Linked DNA regions of Mus musculus: regions 2 and 3 are each linked to region 1. The links are chromatin contacts, called in public Hi-C and HiChIP or PLAC-seq maps. All regions are on one chromosome and are shown on one strand. The core of a region is the stretch at or near the end of the contact, and the rest is flanking DNA. Distances in the headings are between cores, read along the strand shown.

What was found. HiChIP or PLAC-seq counts read pairs in DNA pulled down with a chosen protein or histone mark. Hi-C and Micro-C count contacts between places; a contact is called where the count stands out from the background.
Region 2: a contact with region 1 is called in a CTCF HiChIP or PLAC-seq map of the NIH/3T3 cell line, with 18 read pairs. The contact joins two enhancer-like sites. A contact is called at or near these places in 3 of 15 datasets of contacts at CTCF or cohesin (the NIH/3T3 cell line and large pre-B cells), 1 of 484 Hi-C or Micro-C datasets (the N1E-115 cell line) and 4 of 115 datasets of contacts at active chromatin or transcription factors (the NIH/3T3 cell line, embryonic basal ganglia, embryonic stem cells and 1 more).
Region 3: a Hi-C map of the C2C12 cell line shows a contact between it and region 1, with 2.6 times the contacts expected there. The contact joins two enhancer-like sites. A contact is called at or near these places in 1 of 15 datasets of contacts at CTCF or cohesin (the NIH/3T3 cell line) and 1 of 484 Hi-C or Micro-C datasets (the C2C12 cell line).

What each region holds. Positions count from the first base shown.
Region 1 is chr7:82,273,490-82,278,406 of GRCm38.p6, forward strand. Sh3gl3 (SH3-domain GRB2-like 3) reads left to right here. Exons shown (of 9, transcript NM_017400.7): 5 at 372-505; 6 at 2,638-2,796. Among named protein-coding and RNA genes, the nearest start is that of Gm32903, 20 kb to the left of the region's middle. Within about 2 kb of position 2,537, at least 44 of the 459 cell types and tissues checked have an H3K27ac peak or open chromatin away from gene starts, as enhancers often do. A contact at or near this core is called in the C2C12 cell line and the NIH/3T3 cell line, where this site is marked.
Region 2 is chr7:82,020,898-82,025,814 of GRCm38.p6, forward strand. No RefSeq gene overlaps it. Among named protein-coding and RNA genes, the nearest start is that of Gm46013, 11 kb to the left of the region's middle. Within about 2 kb of position 2,829, at least 7 of the 459 cell types and tissues checked have an H3K27ac peak or open chromatin away from gene starts, as enhancers often do. A contact at or near this core is called in the NIH/3T3 cell line, where this site is marked.
Region 3 is chr7:82,462,142-82,467,058 of GRCm38.p6, forward strand. It overlaps Adamtsl3 (ADAMTS-like 3), which reads left to right. Exons shown (of 30, transcript NM_001190374.1): 7 at 3,423-3,549. Among named protein-coding and RNA genes, the nearest start is that of Adamtsl3, 130 kb to the left of the region's middle. Within about 2 kb of position 2,735, at least 32 of the 459 cell types and tissues checked have an H3K27ac peak or open chromatin away from gene starts, as enhancers often do. A contact at or near this core is called in the C2C12 cell line and the NIH/3T3 cell line, where this site is marked.

The DNA of each region.
Region 1 (4,917 bases), core at 1,287-3,786:
CTTTCTTTCTTTCTTTCTCTCTCTCTCTCTCTCTCTCTCTCTCTCTCTCTCTCTCTCTCTCTCTCTCTCTCTCTCTCTCTCTCTTTCTTTCTTTCTTTCTTTCTTGGTTTGTCGAGACAGGGTTTCTCTGTATAGCCCTGGCTATCCTGGAACTCACTTTGTAGACCAGGCTGGCCTCGAACTCACTCTTAAGGACAGGGGAGAGGGCAGGCCACAGGTACACATGCAGGAAATGGGTAGATTTTCTTCTTTTCCCATTCGTTCTGAGTCAGGAAGCAGAGGCCTCAGAGTGAAGCCTCACTGTACCACAGTCCGTGTCACCCCAACCTAGACTGTCATTCTGAAGGAATCATTGTGTTCTTCTGTTCAAGGCAACTCGTTGGTAGATGTTGGTGAGGCCCTGAAACTCATGGCTGAGGTGAAAGACTCTCTGGATATTAATGTGAAGCAAACTTTTATTGACCCACTGCAGCTACTGCAAGACAAAGATTTAAAGGAGATCGGGGTGAGTCTTCCTGGCTGTCCTGTGCCAGCTGCTGCTCATCATGATACCACGACTTAAAACCAAGGTTTCTGCGTGGGCTCGGCAACCACACAGTCTTATCTGAGGGTTGAAAACTGCACTCGATTACTATATTATATGGGTTCCTGAGAGAGTACCGGGATCCGTTTCTCCTGGCAGACAGACTGGGTGGAGGTGCAGGCTCCGCTGTCACTGTCCTGTTCTTCGTCTCACTGAGTCATCTGCGAGCCAGGCTGAATATCATATTTCTGCAGCCACTTCTCATATAACACAACGACATCATACTTTGGGGTGTAGATTTGATTGCTAATATCACACTGTATCGGTTGTGTGCTTGTGGTCATTCTGTTTCATTCTTTCTCGAGAAAATCATTGTCTAGAAACTGGCAGTTTTATCCTGGAAACCTGCAAGAAATTGTTTTGTCCAGGGTGTCTGTGGGAACTTCCAGGTCTCGTTCAGCTCGGCTGCTTTTGCAGATGTGCAAGCCAGCTCCAAGCCAGCTCCAAGCAATGCAGACTGCCAGACTTCGGCGCTGAAGGTCCAGGCGCCCTCTTGTGGTGTTGTAGAGAATAGCTCACTGCCTTCAAACTTGATTGACATCTCCCTTCAGCTGCAGACTCATTTGAGTCTTGTCGCCATCTTTCCAGACCCAGACAGTTTTAAGAGTGTAGCCACCGAGATCATGAGTTAAGGAGAACTTGGGCTATGTGGCGTGTTCCTGCAACAAACAGATGAAGCATATAGACGTGAGGTAGGAAAACAGCAGTTACCAATGCTGGAGAGAAGAGCAGGGACGCCTGAGGAGGGGCACCATCCTCCGCATAGCTGGATGAGGAAAGGCCACCGAGGAGCTGTCCAGGATGACTGGGCTGGGTAAATAGGCAGCACATCTTGCTGAAGGGCCAGGGTTAGGATGTCTAGGAACCCAGGGCACAGGGGAAGACCAGGTAGCTATGGAGGGAGAGAAGCCTGGGAGTCCTGGAGAACTCCAGATGCCTTTACCTGCATTTAGAGTTTATTCTAAAAGCAGAAGGCATCAGAGAAGGACCCGGGAAGGCTGGATGAGAAATGAAAGCTGCTGTTTTGGTCCCCCTCCTTATTTGGACAACTCTGGATCCCCTCACCTGTCACCCCTTCCTTCCATCCCAGGAAAAGCATGCCCACTCCACACTGGGCCCAGGTCCATCCCTCTCACCCCACCAAGACCCATCTTCCTTCCCCCATGTCCAGTCTTCCTGCTTGTGTTGATCTCTCCCTGTGGTATTCAAACCTGTCGAGAATCCCTTGACACGCTACATCATCATCGTCATCATCATCGTTTTTGGAGGAATTGGCAATGGAAATATTCTTATTTTTTGTAGAGTTAGGGTGGTTAGACATTGTGTATGTTAACAGAACTGGGGAAGGGAGTCCTGTGGAGACAGGAAGGGTTACCTGAGCGAGGACACTGCATCCTTCCTTATTCTCCACACAGACTCTCATTCTCACCTGCTGCCCACCCCTCGCCCATCATGTGTCCTTCTGTAAATGTTTCGAATGCTAGGCAGGGTGGGTGGCCTTCAGCAAGAGACAGAGGGTGCAGAGCAGAGGATGTAACTGGTTTCTACCTGAAGAGTGGGTGGGGCCGAGGCTCACAGCATCCCACCCCATAGCTTAGGACTGGACTCCCTCTAGGGGATGGAGGGGTCAGTTTTCTTGAGGAGTTCTCCAGCAGGTGGCTCTGTGTCCTTGCACAACTGACTATGTGGCCTCCATGGATTTACAAGAGCACGTGAAGTTGGGAAGGGAATTGATGCTGGTGGTGGGGGGAGGGGGAAGGTAAAGGAGAGAGGATGGGCGCGGCTCAGACCAAAACACCTGCGTATGCACGCAGCTCTCACGCTCTCAAACAGCAGCGGGCAGGACTAGGCCCAGAACAAGGAACATAGCCATAAGAAAGAGAGTGTGTGCACTTAAGCACATACTGTGGTGTGAGTCTCATCAGTGTGTGAGTCACACCACAGCATGAGTCACACCTCTTCCATCCTCGGTGAGCCTCATCATGGCGGGCATGAGTCACGCCACAGTGTGAGCCTCAGCACTTAGTGAGTGAGGACTTCCTTTCTCGTTTCAGCACCACCTGAGAAAGCTGGAAGGCCGTCGCCTGGATTATGATTATAAAAAGCGGCGGGTAGGTAAGATCCCCGAGGAAGAAATCAGACAAGCAGTAGAGAAGTTTGAAGAGTCAAAGGAGTTGGCCGAAAGGAGCATGTTTAATTTTTTAGAAAATGATGTAAGTATTTAAACCGAACGGAAGACTTTAATGCACATGACACGCTCTAAAACCCTAACTGCAGTGGAAGTTTCTAGAATGTTCCTGCCTGACATATAGGGAGAGACAGTCAACCATCTCTGAATGAAGCCTTAGTCCTTAGCAGGGCTGCTTGTTCCTGGGGTGGCTTTGTAGCAGAAGATGGCCCAGGAGAGCAGCCTTGGTGTTAAAGGCCACAGCATTTGTGGTTTGCTGAGCTTGAACAGCACGTGCCGGGTGAAGATCTGGCTCCCCCTTCCCATTGTTAGGTCTATAGCTGAGGAGACTCACTGGTCACTGTGCTATCTAGCAGATCATCTTTCTTCTCTTTGAGGGGTGACGGCAGCCAGACTTGGAAGGGGTCTCCCTGGTCTTTCCCATGTCCTTGTGGCCTTACATTCTCTCTCCTGTTGACCAGTTAAAGTGTAAAAGCCTCCAGCATTGCCCACTGCTGGCAGAACACGCTGTGGGTGTGACGTGGTTGGAGAAGAAGTGCTAATAGTCCTTGCTGAGGGTGGGTGGTTTATAAAACTCTCACCTTGGCTTTCATCCATCGCCCTCCTCCCCCCCAGCCCTGCGTCCATGGGGCCAAGGCCATAATCATGTAGAACACAGAGTTCTGATACCTCTTAGCCACCAACTTCATGTCCACCCTTGGTCAGTCGGCCTTTGTGGCCATGCCTGCTTCCTGTCATGGCTGGGACCTGTGCTTTAGAATGGTCGGTGATGGCTGGGCTTTCCGCTAGGATATCATTGTGGCTCTGGGTAAACATGACTGGGCCCCTTTAATTCTTATCAAACATAGAAGGTCTGCAAGCTGGGACACTGCCTGATGGATTTGACAGTTCTTAGACCCTGAATTGGCCAGACTTTAGCGTACTGGGACAGACACCTGAGAGAGCAACTTAAAAGGAGGAATGTGAGCTTCGTCTCAAGGGATGGAGGTCTCAGACCATGGCCAGCTGGATCCGTCATCTCCACCGTGGTGCCACAGAGCATCATGGTGTGACAGATGCGGCACTTAGAGTGGTCAGCAAGGAGATGTAGGGTGGGAAAAGAAAGGGAGAGAGAAAGGACAGCCTTACTCTCCCCCATATCCCTCCCGTGACTGACTGACTCTAAACTAGGCTTTGTCTCTTAAAAGTTCCAGAAGTTCCAGAATCTTGCCATTATCTTTGGATCAAACCCTCAGTATGCGATCCTCGAGGGCATTTTATGTTCATACTGCTGCACATGTGACACTGTTCACACTGCTGCACACGTGACACTGTGTTCACACTGCTGCACACATGACACGGTGTTCACAGTGCTGCACACGTGACATTGCACCAATTGGAAACTGGTGAACAGGCTGTTAAAGTGAGGCTTCAGGGAGAGCATGCTAGCAGATAACAGAAGGGCCATGGCTTCCTCCAAACAGAGGAGGAGATGTTTCATCATTGTTGGGAAGAGATTTGGGGAGCTGAGCCACAGCAGATACTGGTCTGGACTTTGTCTAATTGAGAAGTTGACAAAGGAGCCAGGTATCTGGTGCGAGCCTTCAGTAAGTGTAATTATCGACCTTTTGATCAACTGTGTTGGTGGTATGGCCCAGGGCCAAAGTCTCAACATTTCACCTCCTCTCTACAACCTCAGTTGATGGATGCCAGGTCTCAGTGTAGAGCCAGCGTGGCTCCTCTACCAGAACACCGTAAAATATGATGGCACTGGGTGAGCGAGCACCCTTCCCTGGGCTTCTGACCTCAAGAATCAGTTCTAGGGCAGAGTAAGGCATCCTGCTAAGGGCAGGCTCAGTCTCACCCACAGAAGGAGGGAGTGGAATTGGGATTTGTAAACATCTACTCGAAGCAAATGAATAAACAGAGGAAAGTGGCTGAGAAGTATTTAAGGCGCTGTGCTCTGTCCTTGGTGACTTCCTGCTTATGCTTCTGTGGCACCAGGAATTCAGAGGCTGAAATCTCACCCATCAGGGCTGGGAAGGGCTCACTGCCTCCAGCCCTCCTCTTCCACTGTCCTGGATAAGCTATAACAAGAGCTTAAAACACCAGTTATGTGTATGGATACCTTGTCTGTGTGGATGGATGCTTACCGTGTTAGAGCACT
Region 2 (4,917 bases), core at 1,579-4,078, 250 kb before region 1:
TGCTCCCCGCTGGATACAGCCATAGTTTGTTTCTTTTCATTGTTTCCTGTATGAATATACTACATTGTCTGTCCCTTCACCAGTTCATATAATTCTGCAATACATTTTGTAGTGGAGAACAGACAATTCCAGTGGTTCATAAGGTGTGGTCCATGGACCATCAGCATCCCTGAGGATCATGTTAGAGATGTGTGTTCTCAGGACTCATCCCAGACCTTGTGAATTACTACCATGCCTGCGAAGGAGCTTGGATATGCATCTCCCAGGGCCTATTGACAACCTAGGTCCACAGTTGTTGAACTATTGGAGTGTTTACTTATGCATTCTTTTGGTTGTTCTAGATTGGTAAATTACTAGCTTAAGCCCAGCATATTGGAATATAAATCTAATATATTAATTTCATAAATTGTTAAAATCTTAGATAGATGTAGTCCTATCAGTCAGCCAGGAGGCTGAGGCAGGAGGATTCCGGGGTTGAAACCAGCCTGGACCATACAGTGAGTTCCAGGCCAGCTTAGACCAGGGAAATGTTGTCATAACAAATAACCTAAAGAACAAAATAAAACAAAGGCCCAGGTTGCCTCTCACTCACACTTTATTTTTGTACTAGAGTTGACAATTGAGGAATTAAAGATTTCCCTCCGTCTTTGCACACTCTTAATTACAACTTCAGTGTGAAGTTTTAGAATCCAGATATTGTTGTTGTTTACAGCCTAAAGCTATGGTCTTTTGCATGTTAAGCAAGTGTTCTACCACTGGGCTATATCTGTCATTCTTAAATAAAAAACAAAATTATTATCACTATTAGTGTGTGTGTGTGATGTGTAGGTGTGTGCCTATGCGTAGGTGTACTCGCCACAGCATGTTAAAGGTCAGAGACAATTGGATGGCAGATGGCATTGTGTGTTTCCTTCCACCTTCACATGGTGGCTTAGTTTTCTATCACTGTTATAGGATACCTCAAAAAAGCCAATTGAGGGAAAATGAGTGGTGGCAGGACCATGATGCCAGCAGTCCTAAGTCAGATAGAAAACAGGAAGTGGGGACAGGCTATAAAACCCCAAGGTTCCCCCAGTCCCACCCAGTGACAAACTTCCCTCAGCAAGGCTCTTTCTCCGACAGGTTCAATAACCTTCCTAAACAGTGCCACCAGCTAGGGACCAAGTGTTCAAAGACATGTGCCTGTGGGTGACATTTCACATTCAGACCACAAGATTGACCTCAGGTCACCAGGCTTGCTCGGCAGGCACCTTTACCTGAGCCTCCTCACTGGCCCTCCTCCTAGCGACTGTTATTGTTTGTTATTGATATCTTTGTTCTTTTTGTTTTGTTTTTTTGTTTGTTTTTTGGGTTTTTGTTTGTTTGTTTGTTTTTTGTTTTTTTTTTTCGAGACAGGGTTTCTCTGTGTAGCCCTGGCTGTCCTGGAACTCACTCTGTAGACCAGGCTGGCCTCGAACTCAGAAATCCGCCTGCCTCTGCCTCCCAAGTGCTGGGATTAAAGGCGTGTGCCATCACTGCATCGTTAGTTTTAAAGAGCAGACTCTCTTCAAGAAAAGCACATTCACATCTATATTATATTTTATTTTATTCTATTCAGGATTGTCTCCATTTTAGCTGGTTTTAGAGCTCAGCATAATTTCCCCTTTCTCAGGCTCTTAACTTTTTTTTTTTTTTTTTTTAACATTTTGAATGCCTCTAAAGCATAAAACTACAATTCCCAGAATACACTGCTTTTGGTTCTTGTGTCCACTTGCCTCACATGCATAGATCATGTGATCTGCTATGCCTCTACTGTGTAGATCTTAAGATGTAAGCATGTGTCAGTAAGTCAGTCACTTACTGCCAGGGTGGTCTTTCTCTCTCTGGGTGTAGAGACAGTTCTCCTGGGGGTGGGGGTGGGATGGGAGGAGGACGAGGTGCTTGTTTTCCCAGTGATGACAGGGAAGATGCAAAGATCTTCCTCCCTTTCTTTAATGGTCCATGGATTGACAATTAAAGTTAGGCAATGCTTTTTTTTCTGACCACCTTAAGTCTACCATCTGTCCTTTCAAGAATTTGTATTTTTAGAGTGAGTTCCAGGACAGCCAGGGCTACACAGAGAAACCCTGTCTCGGACAAAGAAAAAAAGGAAAAAAAAAAAAGAATTTATATTTTTCAAACTCATTGTTTTCAGCATGAAACAAATAAAAAAGGCTTTCCTCGTGTTTTCAGGTTGAAGGCTGTTCCGAGGTGTGATGGTTGCTCCTATAGCAGGGTCTCGTTTTGTGGTCTGTGAATGAGCAGAGAATCTCTTGTCTGGGTTCAGGAGGCACGGCATTGCTTTCATTATACTTTGGTTTTAAGATCATACTTGGACAAAGGGAAGTCTTTGGACTCCCAGAATGCTGTTGGCGAGAAGGAAGCAAGTGAGAAAACAACGTGGCTGTCTTCATGGACAAAAGAGAAAAACCAGAAAGTAGAGCCAAGAGGTATAAATATCCTTTCTGAGCAGAAATAGGACTGAATCCTAATCAAGGGGCTTCCAACCTTCTCCCAGTTGGATTTCCGAACTGCTAGAGACTAGCAACTCATTAGGAACAAGGCTCTAAGCCCAGACCACTGACTTCTGGCCTGCTTTCAAATCAGGAACATCCAAAATGCTTCCCTATGCAGTTCTTACTACTGTTAGGTTAGAAGCTGGTGCAGATGATGTGTAAGCATCTCAGGTGTTCTGAATGAGAGGAGCCAGGCCCAGGGGTCGCTTCACTTAAGCTAAGGACACACACGTGCAGCATCTGGCCTTGATGTAGATGAAATGATTCTGAGCATCAGGTTGGTGCTATACATCCTGTGGTCATGAAAAGATCCTTAGTAAGAGGCAAAGGTGTGAGTAATTCATAGTCAGAGGGTAAACTTCCATGGTTTTGAAAATACATCCACAAATTATTTGTTATTTTATGTTATGTTTCATCAAGACGTGAACTCTGATTCCCTTGAGGATCCCCTGGACTGAGTGAGTAATTTCTAATGAATGGAATACGTAAAGGATGGCATGAGACTTCTAAGACTAAGTCATGAAAGATGTTTTAACTTCTTTCTCCACATTCCTTCTCATTCTTTTCTGGGGGGAGCTGGCTGCCAGGTTGTCAAGCAACCCTATGGGGAAATACATATGGGACCAACTGGCTTCTTGTTCACAACCATGGAAGTGAATTAGATGGACTCTCTTGTTGTGAGGTATTCAACAGGGAATACTGTTCAGACATGGGTTCAAGCCAATAGAAAGTCTCTATTAGCTGTCCAGTGACTACCCTAGGTGTTTGGGATCCCAGTATAGCACTGGGCCTTTCTCAGGGTAAGCTTTTAAGCCCCCAAAATACAAAACAAAACAAAACAAAACACCGTGTTCTGGGTTGACATACTCCCCCTAACTAGTACAGTTAGCCAGAAGCTAAAAAGCAAAGTTAGTACATTTTAGGACTTTCCCAAAAGTATATGGACTTTGATGGTTTAGGTCTTTGTTTTAGTTTTGGCAGGTGGTGTTGTCAACTTGGTGAGTTTTACAGCCAGTATAGTACTTCCATCATGGAGTCAGTTGTGCTAAGGTCTGGGGACCTCCTAAGGTCTGAGGCCCTGTTACACCTCTGAAGTATATGAAGATGATGGCAGCTCCTGACAACATATTGGCTGCAGCTTCATGAGAGATTCTGAGTTAGAACTAGTCAACTTATTTGCTCCAGATTCCTGACCAACAAAGGCAATTGCATAATTAATGCTTAGAGTTTTAGCCAACATGTCCTGGGGTACTCCATGATACAGCACTAGGTAATTAATGCACACATATACTGTCATTCCAACACCCTTCTGATTCCAGTCATGGATCAGGAAAGAGGTCCTGAACAGGGTCCTTTTGGAGACAGTGCTTACAGGATTTCCAGAGAGAGAGGGCACTGCACTGAACTTGCAGCAGAATAGCTGCCTATAAACCAAATATTTGTGTAACTAGCACCCAAAATAAAAAACACAGCCCTCTGAATTCCTTTTCAGATCCAGCCATTACTCCTCCAAGGGAAGCCACTATCTTGACTATGCACAGCAAAGATTAGTTATGCTTGCTTTTGTTCTTTACATAAACATGGACTCATACCTTCTCTGTCTGGCTTCTAATACCCAGCATTGTGTTAATGAGATCCACCGAAATCATTTCATGTAGCTGTAGATTGCTCACTGTAATTACTCTGCCTTATCCTATTGTGCGAAATCCCACAATTTATTTATTATCCATCAACTAGTGATGGGCATTTGGAGAATTTCCAGTTTGGGGCTATTACAAATAGTCTAACTATGAACATGTAAAGATTAGTTTTATGATAACAATGTCTAAGGATTACAAATGAGTGTGTAGCCTACCTTTCCCAGTTTACCTTTGAGGCAGGGCAAAGAAGAAACTTCAGGTTGTAAAACTAACGGAAATTAAGTGTTCCCATGAGCTAATCTGAATCACTTCTAGAAAGCAACACATAGAAACCACCCATTCCACTTCTGCCCCACTGGGTGCTTGGGTCTGAAGGCGAGAAGCTATCCTGTCCTTCAGGTGCTGTCTCACACCGAGGTAATGACAGGGCAAGGTCCTGCATGCTGAGATTCAGGACAGTCCTCACGAAAAGCCAAGATAATCAAGAAAAGCCTTAATCAAGAAAGATAAAAAGGGCTTCCAGGCCAGTGGGTTTTGGATAATAGACACAGTTAGGTCTCAGTTTGGGGATGAGAAAGAAATAGGGAGAGGAAACTCACAGAGGTGGTCATTATCTGAAGTTCACCCATTTTAAAAATGACTTGAACATTTTCAAAATAGGAGAAAAAAACTGACTCTATACCATGTTCTCCTTGCCAATTGTTAAAGAAGATGGAAATTTTCAGATGGGCCTTTTATTGTCC
Region 3 (4,917 bases), core at 1,485-3,984, 190 kb after region 1:
GATTGACATTTGCGACACTATTGTGCCAGTATTTCTTGCAAGCAGGTCACTGTTGCAGGTCACAGGGTTTGTAGCTGCGTGATATTGGTGATTGCTTTTCTTTTCCAATAGTGTGCATACTACATGGAAAGTTTCAGGACCATGAACATTGGTCAGTAGGGGTAAAGCTTCCAGTTAGGTACTAGCTCAATTTCAAAGTTTCTCTAAAGTAAAAAGGTTCATTCAAAATTGCTTTAGTTCTTGAAGGATTAAACTTGATCTGTCTGGAAATTTTATATTTTACTTAATTTGGATTAATGGCACTTATTTAAACTCCATCTGCCTGAACTTTGAAATAATCTCTGCTCAAATTCTGCTTATAAATGATTATGTCTTCCAAAAATCACTGCTCATATATTTAAAGTATGTGTTTATGTTATCCCGTGTCTTATAACTTTTAACTTGTCTCATTAACTACTCTACAAGATAAGAATCTTGTCTTATTGATTTATACTTTTATGCTTGGCATTATATAGAAAAGGATAATTTAATTGGTGCTAATATGCTTGATGCGTTTATCAGTTAGTAGTTTATAAATCATGGTAATTAGGTATCTTGACATTAGGAGATGTCACAGAAGTCCGAGAACACTTCAGATAATATTTTAGAGGTTGCTTAGTGTGCACCGTGGAAGATGTAGCGAGTCAGAGTTCAGTCTGCCTCAGTTTCAGGTCAGCTCTGGCTTGCACTTGATGAATCACAGGACAATCAGACTTTCTTTTCAAATATCATTTTTCTGTGATGTTTTCACATGCTTTGTTTGGCTGTAAGATTTGGATGAATTTTAACTTTAAAAAAAATTAGGAAGCAAATACAAGTGCTTGGGAGGGATTCGATTGCCCAAGATTTTGCAAAGCCCCAAGCACTCTTCAAAATAAGTTCGCCCTAACTCTTCAGCACACACCCTTCCTGGATGAACAGAGAAAGAGTGACTCTCACCCTCACGAAATGCTAAGCGCTCAGGGACAGCGACTTGTGAGGACAGTGCTTGGCCCGGGAAGACGATGTCTATAATTTTATGGCAGAATTATTTCCCCTGGGGAAAGTTTCATGAACACAGTTACTCACTGGTCCAATCCCAACCATGCAAGTATGTTTCCAGAATCAATCGCCCTTAAGCTGTCCCACATGTGCTTGTAAATATTCATATAAAGTCCTCTGTAACAGGGACCCTCCTTGTCTTTCTGCTGAGAGCAAAGGTACATGAAGGAATGGCACCCTGTTGGGTTTCTGCTTAGAGGACCAGGGGTTTAAAACTATTACTGGCACTGTGTGCAGTCTCTGCCATGGGGGCAAGTCATTTTAGCTTCCGCCGTGTGCAGACAGACTCCTGTGTTGTAAGATGTAGATAAAAGGTCTCACCTGTATCATAAGGTTGTTGTGGAGAAGAAATGAAAGACCACAGGCAGCATTTGTGACACAATGCCAGGCATATGGTAAGCATCCAGCAAAAATCACACAGTATTATAAGGCCGCTGGGAGGAGTGGTTGCTGTGTAAGCACAAGGCCCTGAGTTCGAATCCTTAGGGTCCACATAAAGCTGTATACAGGAACATGTATCTATAATCCCAGCTCGGGGGAGGCAGGAATAGGAGGATTCCTGGAAGTTCATGGGCCAGCTGGCCTCTGACCACCACATGTGTTCCCTGATATGTGTGCTCCTGGACTAACACACGAACATACATGTACACATACAAATTAAAAACATGTCACCAATATTATCTTTAAAGTCATACTATCAAAATAAAGGAATATAAATTGCCTCCAGCTGCTCATGCAATAATTTAATACCCATTGCAGTGTTCCCAACAAGAAGTCTGGCTTCTGAGACTTTCTCCCATTGAGCTAAATGCTGAAGGCTGTAGCTTTCACCATTTGTGATTCCACAGAGCAAGTGTAGACCCCTTTACTCCTGGCATCCCGGGGTGAAACTGAGAACATCTCAAAGCACAACTATTCCCTCATTTCCTTGGAACGTATCCCACCTCTCTCTGAAGCCCCCCTTCTATCTTCCCCCTGCCTTTCAACACCGACATTTTGGAAAGACTCCCCCCTATAGATGTGGCTTGAACTGCGTCCAGTTCCTCTTTTCTCTTCAGCACCTGGAGAACACAGTAATTTGACAGCTCTGCCCACTGCAGTGTCCTGGCTCCTGGAGTCCAAAGCTGACAACAGAGAGAAACAGTCAAACTGACCTGCGCCCTTTAGAACTCTGTAGAATTGTCTGATTGTTGTGCCACTTTTTGTTTCCCCTTTAACTCTTGGTAGACCTTTGGTGAAATACACATTGGCATCTTTATCTCTCCTTACTGTTGAGGAAAACGAGTCTCTCTGAGTCTGACTACTTGTCCAGCATCCTGTATTTTAAAGGATGTGGTAGATGAGTCAGGATTTGTCATGACTGTCTTCACAGTCCCTGAATTTCATTGCCAGACTTGTGAATAACATCAGGAAGTAGAGATAAACTATTAGACTAGTAAAGATCACTGGGCACACTTTATATGAAAGTCTCATTTGTGAAAATGAAAAGAAATACAAAACATAGCTATTCTCCTGTCAGGACAGTTTTAATATCACACACACAGGCATAGTGACACAATAAACTGAAAGATAACAGCACTCCATGTTTTGTATGGGACAGAACTCCTAGTTTTCCTCTTTACAAGCATCTGTAGGCACATGGATATAATTATATGGAGGCGGCAACCTAGGGGTAAGAACAGCTAGTGATAAAGAAATGCAGATGTAACCAAGATGGAAGACGTGTCTGTAGATTTTTCTGCATCGAAGCAAATGTATTAACATATTGTGGGCCTGAGGCATAGACATCGGGTGCAAGAAACAAGAATCTGGGGCAAAAGTAGGAGTGGAGAGAAAGAAGGGGCAGGAAGAGGGGCTGGGGATGTAGTCCAGTTGGTACAGTGCTTATCCAGCAACATAGAGTCCCGAGTTTGGTCCTTGCACCACACAAACCAGATGAGATGAGACAAACCTTCACTCTTCCACTCTGAGGTGGAAGTTGATGGATCAGACAATGTTAATGTCATCCCACACTACACAGCAAGTTCAAGACTGTCTGGGCTACAAAAGACCTCATGGGAAGGTGAGGGTGGGTCAGAGAGAAAGGTGGAAAAGAAATATTCTTTTTTAGGCATACGGATAATTGAAATAAATATAGCTAGAGGAGAGTAAGGTTGCAGGGAGATAGCTTCGGTGTTTGCAATTCTGAGGGTCTTGCATAAGAATAACAGAAATTGTCTTAGACGCTGAAATGTCCCATCAGTTCACAAATACAAAATGGTGTCCTCATGAAGACCGCCAGCCCATAAACTAAAGCAAGAGAGCATCCTAAATGAGATGTCTTTTGTTCGTTTTCTGCACAGATTGTGGGCTGTGATAGACAGCTGGGAAGTAATGCCAAGGAGGACAATTGTGGCGTCTGTGCTGGGGACGGCTCCACCTGCAGGCTGGTGCGGGGTCAGACCAAGATGCACCTGTCTCCTGAGAAGAGTAAGTGTTGAACCCTAGCCCTGTAGTACCATAAGCAAGCTGTGTTTTCCACTCTGACCAGAACAATATATTCCTAATGCTGAACTCATCTGAATGGAATTAACATTGGCCAGTTTTCAGAAAGTCATTTCTTTTTTTTAAGTTATTATTTTTCAAAAAAAAAATTTAAAAGAGCACATCAAATCTTGTTCTTCCAACTCTTTGATGGTTCCCCATTTTTTATTTTTTTTTAACAATAGCTAGTACAAAATCTTACTATTTTTTAAAAAATATCTGGTAGTCAAATTTTAAATTGCCTAAAATATTCTTCAGGTAAACTGGGGTTATAATTTCATTTTATTTGTCTTCTTTTCATTGCTGACAAGATGGAAAATGACATCATACTTGTCTTATTTTCAGTTAGTCAGTTGAAGCCATTTTTCTGCTATGCCATTTCTTAACTTTTATTTCTGTAAACTCTGTGTACCAGGAATGCTGGTCTTCAGTCTATCACACCTATTTCAAATGCAGCTTCAGGCTCTTACTTGTCTTTACTTTTGCTTGTATGTTTTTATTTGCCCAGTTCAGCAATGTATCTCTTAATTCAGAGGCTAACTGTATGTGTTAATGGCCAGCTAGTGACTATTTTAAACTTTTCAGGATATAATGTCTGTGTTGGGGCCTCTCAAAATCTTTGTCCTATCAGAGCACCCATGGGCAAGCACATGTAGCTATCCATTTTGTTTTCTTTTGTTCTCTACCATCCTAGTTTTGTAATGTTTACTTACATTTTATGCACATATGTGCCTGTATGTAGATACATTTAACCCGTGTCTATGTATCAGAAGAAGATAGAAGATCGTCTACGTGATAGAAGTCACGGGGGTCGGAGGAGAGAAGAGCATGAGATCCTCTGAAGCTAGAATTACAAACATCCATGGGCTGTTGTGTGGACACTGGGAACTGAGTACAGGTCCACTGTTAGGGCAGTAAGGGATCTTAGCCACCCAGCAACTTCTCTGGCCCCAATTTTCTTGTTTCTTGTTTTCTACCCTTAAATTTTCTATTTAAATTTTCGTTTTCATGCCTGGCTGTTATATGAAGTTAGGATCTTATTTATTCCTAGGTTGAGGAGACCATTATGGGAATGGAAGGGAGGAGGGAATGAAGGGATAAAGGAAGGAGAGACTAGGAAGCAGGGAGGACAGGAAGCAGAAACTACAGGATTCGATCATGCAAGAAGAGGAAACAGAAACGAAGGTGCGATGTAACACTAGAGGGGAACCTGCCATTTTGTGTGTGTGTGTGTGTGTGTGTGTGTGTGTGTGTGTGTGTGCACGTGTGTGCGTGTGCCATACAGCCCAGGCTGACCCATTTGAAGCCTCCTGA